Regions from separate parts of the Macaca mulatta genome. Here region 2 is linked to region 1. The links are chromatin contacts, called in public Hi-C maps. All regions are on one chromosome and are shown on one strand. The core of a region is the stretch at or near the end of the contact, and the rest is flanking DNA. Distances in the headings are between cores, read along the strand shown. Region 1 holds the start of ANXA5 (annexin A5). Region 2 holds the start of EXOSC9 (exosome component 9).

Evidence for each region. Hi-C and Micro-C count contacts between places; a contact is called where the count stands out from the background.
Region 2: a Hi-C map of liver shows a contact between it and region 1, with 2.2 times the contacts expected there. The contact joins the promoter of EXOSC9 here to the promoter of ANXA5 in region 1. A contact is called at or near these places in 3 of 14 Hi-C or Micro-C datasets (cortical neurons, fetal cortex germinal zone and liver).

The regions. Positions count from the first base shown.
Region 1 is chr5:130,506,668-130,514,600 of T2T-MMU8v2.0, reverse strand. It overlaps ANXA5 (annexin A5), which reads left to right and starts at 3,388. Exons shown (of 13, transcript XM_015139155.3): 1 at 3,388-3,505; 2 at 3,738-3,781. The coding sequence starts at 3,773.
Region 2 is chr5:130,613,665-130,621,597 of T2T-MMU8v2.0, reverse strand. It overlaps EXOSC9 (exosome component 9), which reads right to left and starts at 3,182. Exons shown (of 12, transcript XM_015139157.3): 1 at 3,033-3,182; 2 at 2,605-2,699; 3 at 1,738-1,857; 4 at 1,514-1,616. The coding sequence starts at 3,098.

The sequences.
Region 1 (7,933 bases), core at 2,139-4,638:
CTGGTGCCACTCTAGTTATTGATTACTGTAGCCGAGGATAATTATCTCAAAACAATGATGTAATCCTCCTTCTTCCTTGAAAAACCTTTGTCTTCTTTTACCTCCCTGAATACACAAAATAGTTTAATATGGCACACACATTCCTATTGCAATGCCCATTCCCAAATAAATATCATTTTGTTTTAGAAAGTCTCCCTCTCTGTTTATTAGGCTGACAAGAGGTAGTGAAAGAGATTTCCTGAGTGCCTATCATTTCTATCACTCAGTAGTTAAGAACATCAGTTGTTCAAAATCCATCAATTAAATACATGATTCAAAGCAGAATCTTTATGTGGCAATCTCTCTTTATGTACCTTCCACTCCAGACATTTTAGACAGTTCAAGTCACAGTCACAAAGAGATACTCCCCTTCTTTTGGTTTTGCAGTTCACTTAACCAGACTACCCTTTCTCCCCTTCATAGTTTGATAAAATATCCTCGCTCAAAACCTAATTAAAATGCCATGTCAACCATTTGACAAAATATTAGCTCTTTCCTCTGAAACTAATTGCATTTTGATTGCATTCTATGCATTTCTTTCATGATTTACAGTCTCTCATTGTAGTGTTTGTATACATGCTTTATCTATAATATTAAGGTGCAAATTCTTAGGTATGGCCTTTCCACAGGTGCTCAGTGTATAGCTGTCAAATACAATTAAATTGTATCAATTTAGGTTTCTGTCCAAGGCTTTTCAGAAATGGCTTCATATCACCTTTGCAAAATAGTGTTCCCTTCATTTCCATTGCCTAGCATTTTAGTTTATTTATACTACACATCACACAGGACATATTAGATATTTGTTTATTGTTTGTTTCCTTCACCAGAATGTATGACCTATGAGGGCAGGGCCTTTGTTTCACTTACCGCGTTTTCCCCAGCACCTAGATCTGTGCCTGGTCCAGAGTAGGAGTTGAATAAACTGATATTACTGGAAGTGAAAGAAATGCTAACTGGAGTACATCAAGACTCTGGGTCCAATAACTCATCGATTCTGTCAGTATTTAGCTGCAGGACATAGAGCAAGTCGCTAACCCATGACGAGTCTCATGTCCCTGTAAAACCAATGATTGTTAAATATAGCATCTCTGGGGTCCTGTTTAATTCCACTAATGTTGAGAGCAGAAAGTGAGAGAAGCAAACTGAGTTCAAGTGGATGTGGGTGAGAAAAAAGAATGCTCTAGGCAAGATTAAAGGTCCTGCTGTTGGTGCAGGGCAGAGAGAGAGTAGAAAAGCTGGAGCAATAGAGACAGATGCTCAGAAAAGGGCTGCCTTCAGATATATTAATACCTGTAAAGAAAGCCCGGGGGAGGTGCTGACTTGGGGACAGCCTGAGGCTGAGTAGACAGCTGGGCTGGTGGAGAGGAGGCTCCCAGAGGAAAGGCAAGCTGCCACTGGGGTGGGGGTGATGGGGTTGGCAAGCTCCACAAATTTTGCAATTTTGCCTCCTTTTCCAGAGAACAACCACTCTTTTGTGACTTTGTCAGGGCTGGAATAAGCATGTGGTTCACACGTGAAAGCGAATGAGAAGTTCTATACAAAGAACCACATTTGCTGTCCATTTAATTTATTCTTCCTCATTCTCAAAGAAGACTAGATCCCTATCTCTTACCCTTAACCTCCACGTTGAGAAGCACTTTGCACTTCCCATTCCAGCATATGTCTAAAACACTGCATCTAGTGTCGCAAACTTGTCCTATTTTCACCTCTGCCCTGGCACTTTCCCTCCCCATAGCAGTAAGTCTGAGAAGGTCACTGTGTCTTCTACTTTTCCTTTTCCAGCATGTGGAGACAAAAGTGATTATACCCTGGATGCTAATCCGCCGTGTTGACCTTTAATAACCCCAGTCCCATGAATACCTGTTGATTCCTAGGATTTTTTTTTTTTTTTTACTGTCCTTAGCATAAGAACATGTCAACCTTGATGCTATTGCCCACATTGTAGGCTATAACGCATAAGGCATTCTCACCTGATCTGGAGGGCTGCCTTTAATTGTCTTGCAGAGCAGTATACTCTCTCTTTACGATATATAAGGCCAGGGTTGGGGGAGTAACAGTGCAGAAATTTATCTGCTTGCTGCCGCCCAAGGTCACGCTTCTGTCTATGATATCCTCCAATAACACACCTATTACCGACAGACTGGATTTGTCTGCCTTGTTCTTTGGTTTCTTGGCTTCTTCGCATTTGGGGGCTCCTTTGCATATAAAGCCCTTTCACAGAACACAGCACCATGCTAGTACAATACGCTGTAGATTCTCCCTCCCTCCCCGTCTCTCTCATATGCTCATATATTTTATGTTGAACCAATATGAGGCATGGCTTAAATTTAAGTCATATTAAAGTTCTAGGCTAGTTTTGAAAACAGAAACTGATTTGAAGCAGAGGCTTTGAAATACCCCACATATGCTACTAGAAGGCTGTACATTTAAGAGAGGGCCATCTAGGAAGCAATCATATGCATTAAAAACAACAAAACAACAACAACAATAACAACAACAACAAAACAGGCCGGGCGCGGTGGCTCACGCCTGTAATCCCAGCACTTTGGGAGGCCGAGGCGGGTGGATCACAATGTCAGGGGTTCCAGACCAGCCTGACCAACATGGTGAAACCTCGTTTCTACTAAAAAGACAAAAATTAGCTGCGCGTGGTGGCAGAGGCCTGTAATCCCAGCTACTCAGGAGGCTGAGGCACAAGAATTACTTGAACCCGGGAGGCAGAGGTTGCAGTGAGCCGAGATCGCGCCACTGCACTCTCGCCTGGCGACAGAGTGAGGCTCTGTCTCAAAAAACAAAACAAAACATAACAAAACAAAAACAACAAAACAAAACAGAAACAAAAACAACTGGGGAAACGGCCCTCCCTTCAGGTTTTTTCTATCCCATTTACAAAGGCGCGCTGCCCTTAGCTGCGATGATTTTGTCTCGCCTCCAAAAAGACGCCCATGCACTGCTCTGTCGAGCACCCAAGTGAGGCTACGATTCCTACGGTCACAGAAGGCAGGGAGGCTCAAGCACCTCCAAAACCCTGAGTCCTGGACAGCTCCCCACGCCCTTCCCTCGGGGCGAAGACAAGACTGTCCCTGGGGCCCTCGGGGGAGCGGCCGCCCCTTCTTGGTTCCAGCAGCGCTGCGGCCGCGCCCCACCCAGGCCCGCGAGAGCCGCGGGACAGTCCACGCCGCTGGCCACCGACTGGGACTAGCCGCGATCCACGCAGGCGCGCTGAGGCCGTGGCAGGGGCGGGCCGGGCTGGCGCGGCCTGCCTGCGGTTGAGTCCCTCGCGGGGGTGGGCCGGGCCAAGCGGGGCAGGGCCGGGGCGGGGCCGCTGGCGTTTCCGTTGCTTGGATCAGTCTTGGTGCAGCTGCCGGATCCTTCGGCGTCCTCATCCCGGCGTTTCCCCGCGTACCGTAGCCTGGCGCTCCGCCGCTTTCCCGGTGGTTCGGGGCACTTGGGTCCCACAGTCTGGGTGAGTGGCCGCAGCACGGGGAGGGGGCTCCCTCTGGAGAGGGGAGCGGGGTCGCAGGGCACTGGGTTCGCGCGGACGTTCGCCCGAGAGCTGTCCTGGTAGCTGCGAGAGGGCGGGTCGGCCCCGTGGCGGGGCCCTCCGGGCTGTCTTAGCGCCTCCCCGCGGACCTGCGCTTGGGGAGGGCGCAAGTTGCGAGTGGCGCGCTAAGCTCGAGGTCTCTTCTGTTTTGCAGTCCTGCTTCACCTTCCCCTGGCCTGACTCGTCGCCATGGCACAGGTAAGGCCGTGCGCCCCCTACCGCGCTGGATTTACCCACAACTTTGTATGCTGCGACGAGGGACTTTTAGGATTTGTCTGAAGGCCAAAAAGTTTAGGAGGAAACGGAACCTGCTTTGGGGACATCGCTTCCACCTTTCTTGTTCCCTCTTTGCTTCCCCGCCCCCTTTCCTGTGTCCCGGTTCTCCTCGCGGAGCGCCCTCCGGAACCAGCACCGACGCCGCCAAGCTGCCTTCGCGCGCAGCAGCTGGTGACGTGGCCGGATTTGTGTGCACTCCCTTTTCATGAGTGAATGTGTAAAAGTGGGCCTTCCTCAAAATCCAGAGAGTCGCTCAAATTAGAACCAGAGCAAGAACAGCTCATCGTGGTCATGTGAGGCGAACGCATTTTCCCTCCCTCCTTGACTTCCTTTATTTTTTTTCCGCAAAGTTTTCTGTATTTTAATACTATGATGGAGCATTGGCTTTTTCCAGTTGCTCAGCCCAGTTTTACTAAAATAAACTGTAGGTTGTGGGCTCTGATTTTTTTTTCTTTTTTAATGCAAAAGATTAAACACAAGCACTGTTTTTCTTAAGCAATGAACTCGTGGAACGAATTCTCAATTGAATTTGCCTTGGGACTTGGGACTGTTTCAGAAATTGATAATCTACTGCAGGCTTTCTTTACTGTTTTTTTTTTTTTTTGAGAGGGACTCTCACTCTGTCGCCCAGGCTGGAGTCCAGTGATTTAGTGATCTCGCTTACTACAACCTCTGCCTTCAGGGTTCAAGCAATTCTCGTGTCTCAGCCTCCCAAGTAGCTGGGATTACAGGCGCCCCGGCCCGCCCGGCTAATTTTTGTATTTTTAGTAGAGACGGAGTTTCACCATGTTGGCCAGGCTGGTCTCAAACTCCTTGCCTCAAGTGATCCTCCCGCCTCGGCGGGATTACAGTCCTGAGTCACTGCGCCTGGCTTCTTTACTGTTATTAATGTTTATCAAAAATGTAGGAAAGAGAAGATAGTTTAAGGTCTTTAAATACTGACCATGTTATACAGTCTTTTGTGAATAAGATATCAGGGCTTAAAAACTCCAAATTGATTTCACAGATCTTGTCAATCTAACTGGCTTGTCAGAGTCCAGATGGTTTTTTTTTAAACAAGTGTTTTAACTGCTAAAACAATGTTCTCTCTTATTTATAGTTCACTTTTTATCAGATTGACTTACCAAAATTGAATAAGGTTTCTTGGTCCTTTCCAAGTGAAAATGGGAGGATTAAGATGAGTTGGTTACTTTAGTAAACTTATACAGTGACCCCATTCTTACCTCCTCTTTGCACTTAAATGTTACAGTAAAACAGTTCTCATATTACTTCAAGTGGAAAGTTTGGTTTAGGTTCTTCTCCATAGAAAGGATACTTTTATGTGGAATTAATTTTCCTTTCCTGAGGGATATTTTTCCTATCTTGATATGCTGGTGTGGTGATGTACATGAAGATTTAACAAGCACGGAATAATAATTCCCTCTATCTTTGCTCATTTGGCAGTTTCTTGAATCTCTTGTAAGTTCCCCCGTGATGTCTGAGGGTCCATCAATTCCTTTTCATCATGTAGACTGTTTACCCAAATAGTGTAAGTGAACATATTTTCCAGTTGTGGACATTAATTTTAATAATTTCAAAGAATGATTAGTATCATAAAGGTCATGTGTATACAAAACCTAGAATGGTGGTTTGCATATAAGATTATGTACCTGAGCCCTATGACAGTATAACACCAAGACTGTTTCTATCAAAACTACAGTTTTTACTCATCATAAAACTTACAAGTAATGTTTTTAAAAAGAGGCCGGGCGAGGTGGCTCAAGCCTGTAATCCCAGCACTTTGGGAGGCCGAGACGGGCGGATCACGAGGTCAGGAGATCGAGACCATCCTGGCTAACACGGTGAAACCCCGTCTCTACTAAAAAATACAAAAAACTAGCCGGGCGAGGTGGCGGGCGCCTGTAGTCGCAGCTACTCGGGAGGCTGAGGCAGGAGAATGGCGTAAACCCGGGAGGTGGAGCTTGCAGTGAGCCGAGATCGCGCCACTGCACTCCAGCCTGGGTGACAGAGCCAGACTCCGTCTCAAAAAAAAAAAAAAAACAACAACAAAAAAGATACACAGTGTTAAATTTTGCTCTAGTTTTGTTACTAGTTATTCTTGGAAATCATGAAAGTAAAACATTTTGTTAAAATATTTAGTATTGGCCAGGCACGGTGGCTCATGCCTATAATTCCAGCACTTTGGGAGGCCGAGGCACGCGGATCACCAGGTCAGGAGTTCGAGACTAGCCTGACCAACATGGTGAAACCCCATCTCTTCTAAAAATACAAAAATTAGCCAGGCATGGTGATGCACACCTGTAAGTCCAGCTACTTGGGAGGAGGCTGAGGCAGAAGAATCACTTGAACCTGGGAGGCGGAGGTTGCAGTGTGCTGAGATCGTGCCATTGCACTCCAGCCTGGGCAACAGAGTAAGACTACGTCTCAAAGAAAAAAAAAGTTTAGTATTAAAGTTGGGTGCAGCATCTGAGCAGTAAGAATGTCATGAAGGCAAAATTAGGCTACGTAATTGTTCATTAGAAACTTCATGAACATCAGAATTATCTCTATGATACATGTTTAAGTTACAAGGTTTGAGCAGAAATATTTTCATTTGGTTTAAAATTATTATTATAATTTTAAAAAGCCCTGTGCCAAGCAAGCAGGATAAACGTAAATAAATAAATTTGAGATGAAGCTCATTCCAGAGGAGCTGACTAGATATTGATTGCATCTTTTCATGCCATTCATTTTTCAAGTCAAGTCTCTCTGGAGCTAATGTTCACTCTTGGGATGTTAGATCAGGGTTACCTGTTGTCCATGGCCTGTGCTGCTCCTGGTGGTCTCTCTCAGTTCCTTATCTGTTTAACTCTTAAGTTCATTTTGGCTACTGAGAAAGAACTAGATCCAAAACTACTTGGCTGCTTTGCAAGCCACTGAGCAATTCACTGGCATTCAGCAAACCCTAATTTCCTTATCTAATATCCAGTTCTCCTTAGAAAGCCTACATAGGTGATCAAGCTAGTTAGAGGCAGGCAGTCTGGCTTTCTTCTTTTAATGACTTAGAAGTTCAAAATGGTAGAAATATAACAGTGCTTTTACAGCATAGATTCATTCCTGAAATACGTTTTATTCATATATCCTTCATACTATTCTAAAATTTCACAAATGCATCTGTTTTTTAAAAATTAGGGCTCCTAAGACCTTTGCTTTAAGTACTTCTTAGACCCAGTCTTTCAGTGTAGTAATTTACATAATATGTAAACAATTGATTAATTGCAAGAAATTATACTCCTGGCTTCATTTCTTTGGACGCTAGTTTTTTTTTTTTTTTCCCCCCCGAGATGGAGTCTCGCTTTGTTGTCCAGGCTGGAGCGCAGTGGCATGATCTCAGCTCACTGCAACCTCTGCTTCCTGCGTTCAAGTGATTCTCCTGCCTCAGCCTCCCGAGTAGCTGGGATTACAGGCATGTGCCACCATGCCTGGCTAATTTTTGTATTTTTAGTAGAGGCAGAGTTTCACTTTTGGGCAGGCTAGTCTCGAACTCCTGACCTCAAGTGATCCGTATGCCTCGGCCTTCCAAAGTGCTGGGATTACAGGCATGAGCCACTACGCCCGGCCGGACACTAGTTCTTAACTGTTCTCTTTTTCATCAGTGCATACATTCATGAATGTATGAGGCTTTTGCACTTTGACTATGTGCCAAGTATTGTTAAACATGAGCGCAATGGGAAATGGATCTAAGATTTATTGATATAATAGATGCATTGCCAAGTCTCGTGTGTGCATTATTTAGTCCTCATAACATAGTTTTGGAAATAGGTATTACTATTTTTGTTTCACAGCAGGGGAAATTGAGGTTACTTAGCTGGCATTCTTTGTATGGGACAAAGGAGGGAAGCCATTATACTGAGAGGCAACAACAGCAAATAAATACTTAGGGGTATGAAAGAGTTTAGCATGATGGAATGAAACTGCAGTGAGGTGGGGAAATTAAGCCCTGTCTTGGAAAAGAATGCCAGATAGGTCGACAGGAGCCAGCACTAAAGATTATGAACCATTTTATAGGTAATAGAGAGCTATCAAAGAGTTGCA
Region 2 (7,933 bases), core at 1,933-4,432, 110 kb before region 1:
AATCCTGATTACAACCAGTGGCTATTTATCAAGAAAAGTAACATTGTGCACAAAGTAATTTTTCTTGCTGTTAAAACATGCAGTTACTCCTTCTAGTTTGTTAACAAAAAATGTATTTTAGAAAATTTAAGCCAAACATCTGAAATACTATGTGAGTCGTTTAATCGTAGAACACATACTTTAAATAGACAGAACTACTCTAATGTTTAATACTAAGATTTTCCTAACCTCAAATCTAATTACATTTTTATCATGTCTGTTAAAAACCACAAACTCTAGGTCAGGCACAGTGGCATTCACCTGTAATCCCAGCACTTTGGGAGGCGAAGATGGGAGAATTGCTTGAGCCTAGGAGTTCGAGACCAGCCTGGGCAACACAGCAAGACCCTATCTCTACGAAAAAAAAAAAAGTTTTTTAGTTAGCTGGGTGGAGTGGCATGCGCCTGTAGTCCTAGCTATTCGGGAGGCTAAGGAGAGAGGATCCCTTGAGCCCAGGAGTTTAAGGTTACAGTGAGCTATAATAACACCACTGCACTCCTGCCTGGATGAAAGTGTCACTGTCCCTAACAGAAAATAATGAATATTTTCAAAAATTAAAAAACGTTAACCTTTTAGGTTTTGTGATATTTTTAATAACTTTACAAGTAATGCAAATAGGAAGTATTATACTTAGGTATGGAATATGGAAAGCTAAATGACTTCTCTGGAATAAAAATGCTTGTCAAAATACCCTAATCAAGAATCAAATTCTGGCCAGGCACAGTAGCTCACGCCTATAATCCCAGCACTTTGGGAGGCCAAGGTGGGTGGATCACTTGAGGTCTGGAGTTCAAGACCAGTCTGATGGTGAAACTCTGTCTCTACTAAAAATACAAAAATTAGCCGGGTGTGGTGGCAGATGCCTGTAGTTCCAGCTGCTCAGAAAGCTGAGTGGGAGAATTGCTTGAACAGGGGAGGCAGAGGATGCAGTGAGCTGAGATTATACCACTGCACTCCAGTCTGGGCAACAGAGTGAGACTCTGTCTCAAAAAAAAAAAAAGAATAAAAGTCTAATATCCTAATGCAGCACAATTTATTGGGACTAAGATTTTCAAAATTATCCCTGCCACTGACATGGTGTGGCCCTGTGTAACTCGATAAACCTATCCAAATGAAGGATTTCTTCTGTTCTTGAGTTCTGCATGAAAAACTACCTGCTTCTATGAACACCTGCTTCTATGAACGCAGATAAGAAAATGAGATTATATGAAAAAGCCACAAATTCTTTGAATAAAATATTTTTACACAAAAATCTAAGTTGCTATTTTCACCCTTTTAGAATAATGCTTTTTATCCCTTCAGAGAGATAGAGGTGGCACAAAGTTCTAAGGGTATCACTCAAGAACATCTGAAGTGAAGTGAATCAGTACAAAACTTGAGTTGACTAAAGTTCTGAGAATAAAAGCTCAGACACCGGGATCCATGAATCAACAGTATTCATCCTAAGATTAAGAATTATGGGCATATTCCCCACCTTTTCACCAGCAACAACACAGAGAGATTCAGTGTCTATACACTTCGAATTTCTTAGACATCTTTCCAAGAGTCGATTCAACTTCACCAAGAGATCTGACTGCCTATAATAAGAAAATAGGAATGGGCTACTGTCATGAAATATAACACCTGGTATTAAAACAAAAGCTCATTGCTGTTAGGTTCTCCTATGACTAAAGCAGCTTAAGAAAAAGATTTAAATACCTGCCAGGTTCGAAAGCTGGAGCAGCCATCTGAGAGAGTTCAAGGTTAAAAAAAAGAATACCTTCTGTTGCCCTATTGAGTTTTGGAGACACAAGTTCACAGGAAACCTGTCCAAGAACTCTGCAAAGATAAAGTACAAAGTATTAACTAAATAGACTCTCCTTCCAAAAAAAAAAAATCTGAAACAGATCACAAGTTTCAATCTTAATGTGAGTAATATCATAGTAAGCCAGATAAATCATAGAAAGTAAAAAATATATGTAAAGTATAATATACACAGAAATAAAACATAAATTGGTGCAACTAAAAACACGACAGAAAAAACACCTCTCTTCTTATTACAATGTTTACTATTCCACAGATTGTTCTAAAAAATCAATGACCTTTACCTCTAAAGCAAGTATTTATTGATACAAGATGGCATGAAAACTTGATATTTAAGTGTTTTCACATGCCATAGTTCACCACCATTAACTGACCAAATAGCCTTACAACTTTCAAATGAATATTTGAAAACCTAACTTTCATGTCACTCGAAAAACAGGAAATCAGGATGTACACTTAATGACAAGATGCTCAAGATCTCTGTATTAGTGTGAGAAACAAATTCGATATGAGCACTACTGGTTGTCTACACGATTTACAGAAGTCAGAACTATGTGATAGGTGACAGAAAATACGTTTATGATTAAAAAGTTCAAGTGTGACCACAAAATCAAAAAATCTTGCATAAAAAATACTTATTTTTGTCAGCTAAACAAAGAATACTGTGCAGACTTCTTAGCTGCTTTATAAACAACCGAGTCAATAAGGTCTTTTTTCAAACTTCTCCCTTTTCAATGTGTTATCTCATTTAAATCCTGTTACCTTGTTTTGCCAAGTTCCACAATGCAGCATCCGTAATCTGTTCCAAATGAGATCCTGATGTTCCTATAATCATAGGTTTGTCTGCCATCCAGCCGCTGTTAAGCACAAATTCATTCATTCATTTATTCCTTCAACAAGTATGTCTTAAGCAACTACTTTTTGTCTGGCCCTGGGCTAAGCACTTGGGGGAAAGTGGAATCCTAACCACCCCGCCCATACAAGAAAGTGGAAACTACAGCACGGACAACTGCTGGGGTGACTAGAGACTCGAAAAGAACCTGTCGAAAAAAAATAAAGCCTGGGGAATGGGGTGAACGTGCCGGTCGTTCCCCTAATGGCTCCCCCGGCCCAGGCGGACCAGGTATGAGTCCACACCTTGAGACCCGGGCGCCCATGCAGCGCGCAATTCTGCGGGGACCAAACCATACCTTCTTTTCTTCGATGGCACGGAGTAGGAAGCGGCGTTCGCAGTTTGAGAGTGGCGTTTCCTTCATGGTATTGGGTCACCGGCCCCACAGGCACCAGAATCCGCGGGAAAAACGGAAACTGACTTTTCCTTACGCGCCGCTGCCGGTCCCGAGGCGCAGGAAAATTTCGTCATCAAAACGCGGCGGCAGGAAATAGGCAAGGGCTTGGGCAGTCGCTACTGCGCAGACTCAAAGCGTGATTGGGGCGGGCCAGCGGTCAGCAAGAAGCCAGTGCGGCTTAGGGAGGGCGTTTCTGAACGTGAAATTGCGTTTCTTTTCTCATAAAATGCGGAGGAGAAAAGGATACTCAAAATAACCATCAGAGTGGTAGAAATTAATATCAGTAGACCGCTCTCACACTTCACCGTTCGCTCAGTCCTCTTGCGGGGTGGAGACTAGAGAGATACTACTGCAATTTCACAGATGAGTTGACATTGGCCCCTAGAAAGCCGCAGATGCAGGATTTGGAGCATATTAAATGAACAAACACTGGAATGAGGCGGCATAAGGGTTGCGGGAGAAAGTTAAGATGGTGAAATGGGATGTTTTTGTGGCCAAAGGTGAAATTTTGTGGGATCTGAGAAGTTGATGAGAATGGAGAACTTTCGCACGTAATAACCAATGATGTTACTACTTCTGTGGGCTGAAACTAAATGTACCGTTTATTTCTCATCCCCTCTCCAGTTATTTTAAGTCGATAGACTTATTTTTATGGTCACAGAGAAACCTTAGCTGGGCCATGCTGCCAACCAATCAGCTTTTTTGGAGAGGCAGTATCAAATAGTACTTTTAAAAAGTGTTCACTGCCAGGGTTCAAATTTTAAGTCTGTCGTTAACTACTATAACCCTGGGCAAGTTAACCTGTGTGCTTCACATTACTCACCTGCAAAAAAAAAAAAAAAAAAAGAGGGCGGCGGGGAGTGAGAAACCTATTTATTATGAGGAATAAAATGAGTGAATAGATACATAAAATGTTTAGAACGGTGCCTGGCATGGAGTAAGCACTATTTAAGTGTTTGCATATTATTATTTTGTTTCCTTTTGCTTTAGAGGTGGTAGGCACTGTAACTCCTACGCAGTCTCTCTTTGGCTTCTTTGGTAGCTTCTCACACGTTATTTCTACCAGTGATACATTTTAGTCTCACTTTGTACCACTTGCAATCCATGTACTCAATAAATACTTGAAGAGGGCCTACTCTGTCCAAGAATAATTTAAGTGCTGGAGAAACAGGGTAGACAAGATCCTTTCTCTCAAGGAATTTACATTCTTTTTGGAAAGACAAAAAAACCCTAAACAAATAGAACAATTTCACACAATGGTAAGTGCTCTCTGAGAATAGGAATGCTATCTTAATAGGGGTAGTTGCAGGAACAGGTGACTTTGTAGAGCTGACATTTAAGTAAAGTAAATCTTTGGTGTTGAGCAGGAGCACCCTTGATGCCATCTGGAGAGGAAAAGTGTTTCAAGCAGAAAGAGTAACATATGCAAAAACTGAAATGGGATGAGCTCCACATGGTCTGGAGACAGAAATTGTGAAGAAGGAGGAAAGTGGACAGAAATGATTAATTTTCAAAATCGGCAAGGGGATTACAGGGTACTAACCACTTAAGTTCTTTAACAACATAAGTTCATTTTTATTATACAGTTTCACACCAGAACTGCTGGTAGATAAGTTCTTCATTTAAATCCTTGGGTTCTTTCAGTGGCCATTTGGTAATTTTTCCCTTCAGCAATGAAATAGGCCTTTGTTGAAATAGCGTGTTACTTCCTGCAAGGCAGCTTGGTAATGGAAAGAGAATGGACTTTGGCTTCAGATAAACTTCAGCTCAAATGGACTTGGAGTGAGCTAAATAATCTTTCTTATTTGGGAGTTCTGTATCTTCAGATTGGAAGTAACAATTACTCTGTGTTAAGTGGTCTGAATGAAAGTATCTAATGAAACATTTTGGACATGATAGCTATTCAAATGTTAGTTTCCTCCTTCCTTGTTGGCTTGGCAAAGGCTTCCCATGCAACTGCCCAAACTCAGTATGACAGATTGCTTTTCTGAGATTGCTGCTTGATTACTTTGCTTTCCTTCCACTTTTGTTGGATTTCCACTGTTCTTTTCTACTTTCACTTTTATATTCTAATTTTAACACTCCTGCTTTTGTCTTTTTATTTTTGAGTTAATCCAAACGTGTATGACCCATCTCCACTTACTACTACATACCATCATAAAATATATCTACTTTACAACCTTGTGTTTATAAGAAATTTTTGAATGCCAAAGGAAAATTTGTTTCATGATTTCAGGGAAAAATAGGTTTGGAAGATTAAGAAGAAGTTCAGATAATGTGATACATTCTATTTTTTTTTTTTTTTTTCCAGACAGTCTCACTCTGTCACCCAGGCTGGAGTGTAGCGGCATGATCTTGGCTCACTGCAACCTCCACCTCCCAGGTTAAAGAAATTCTTCTGCCTCAGCCTCCCGGGTAGCTGGGACTGTAGGCATGCGCCACCACACCTGGCTAATTTTTGTATTTTTAGTAGAGACGGGGTTTCACCGTGTTGGTCAGGCTGGTTTCAAACTCCTGACTTCAGGTGATTTGCCCACCTTGGCCTCCCAAAGTGCAGGGATTAGAGGCGTGAGCCACCGCACTTGGCCTTACTTTCTGTTCTTAAAAGAAGAATCAATTTGAATCAGCATGTTAATCTGGATGATCTGTCTAAAAATAACCTAGTTCTCAACAAACTATTTGAGTATGCATTCTCTTTATTGAACATCAGTTGCTTTGTCTGACCAGCATCCTTTTATTTCTTGGAGAAATGCACTTTCCTGACCCCATGCGATTCTAGTGAGCCAATACATTTGAGTTGGTCTTTGTAAAAGTGTGTCCAAAGGAATTCTAATACATTTCTACTAGAATATAAAGTCCATGTCTTCTCAACCTTTGTAGCACCCACTGAGACTGGTAGTGTACCTTGTGAATAAAAGGATGAATGGCCTATTATAGCATATCTGGTGAAAGAATTAATGGGTGGAGGCCAGGTGCAGTGCCTCACGCCTGTAATCTTAGCACGCTGGGAGGCCAAAGCGGCCAGATCACTTGAGGTCAGGAATTTGAGACCAGCCTGGCCAACATGGTGAAACCCCCGTCTCCACTAAAATTACAAAAATTAGCTGGGCATGGTGGCACACACCTATCCCAGCTACTCAGGAGGCTGAGGCTGGAGAATCACTTGAACCCAAAAGGTGGAGGTTGCAGTGAACTGAGATTACACTACTGCACTCCATCCTGAACAATAGAGCAAGAATCCATCTCAAAAAAAAAAAAAAGGCCTGGGCACCGTGGCCATGCCTATAATCTCAGTACTTTGGGAGGCCAAGGCAGGCAGATCATATGAGTTCAAGAGTTTGAGACCAGCCTGACCAACATGGTGAAACCCTGTCTCTACTAAAAATACAAAAATTAGCCGGGCACGGTGGCACACACCTGTAATCCCAGCTACTCAGGAGGCTGAGGCTAGAGAATCACTTGAACCTGGGAGCCAGAGGTTGCAGTGAGTCGAGATTGTGCCACTGCACTGCAACCTGGGTGACAGAGTGAGACTCCATCTCAAAAAAAAAAAAAAAAAGGAAAAAACTGGGTGGATGAGTGAACAAATGAAAGTTTCTCATTTTATGTACCATATGTCTGCTGTACAATTTGTCTGTGTAGAATTTGGTGTACCCAAAAATTATCCTGGAAGGGAATAAGATGAAATATTAAGAATGGTTATCTCTGAGTGGTAGGAGTCTGGGAAAAGTTTTTTTTTTTTCATTTTGATATTTTTTCTTTATGAACTTTCCAAATCTTCTGTAAGGCATGTGAATAGCTTTTATTGTCAGAAAAAAGTAAAAAAGTGTTGTTTTCTTTTTATTGTTCTGCCACACTTAGCTATTTTTTTTATTTAAGGGAATTTTGACTTTCAACTACATTTAACAAAGACATTTGTTTTGTTGTTTTTCAAGATTCAAACTGGAAACCACTTATCAGTTAATATGTTGAAAAGATTTTATGTATTGACAGCCGAACACTAATATGTCAAATGTAGTGCAAATTTCCCTCGCATATGTTTTATTGGAATTACAGATTTTTAAGTCCATTAGACTATCCAGTCCATCTCTGGCTTCCTTGGATATTGAAAAGAGCTCTTCATTTGACTCTGACCGTATCATTTGTTATGTCCAGGAAGCTATATGTGATCTCTCATATTATTATTATTAAGCTTTTCCAACGTATTTAGAGGAATAAAAAATTATCCGTTTTTGGCTTATCAAAAATACAACAAATTAGAGGATAAGTCAAGGAAGGGACATTTTCATTTCACTTTACTCAGACTATGCATATGGCTCTATCTTGGACACATCACTGATGCCCTTGGATCTGTTCTCATCTATGAAAAGAAGATTCATGCTCATTGATAGAAATCTGTAGGAAATTGTACTGTTTAATGTCTAAGCAATAAATACAATCTAGAAAAGTTATTTGTCAATTAGTCTTCTACAAATAAAATAAGTAGACTTTGCTTTAGTGAATTAAACTAATTGTCATGTAAATAACTATTATAGGGTTGTATAGTAGGCAAAACAATGGCCTCTTTTAAAGATGTCCATGTTCCAATCTCTGGAAACTGTGAATATGTTGCCTTATGTGGCAGAAGTTTTTTTGCAGCAATGATTAAATTATGGATTTTGAAATAGGGGGGTTTTCCTGGATTAGCTGGGTGAGCCCAAGAAGGAGGCAGGAAAGAGAGAGAAGTGAGGATGACAGAAGGAGAGGTCAGAAGAGAGATGATGGCCAGTTGTGGTGGCTCACACCTGTAATCCCAGCACTTT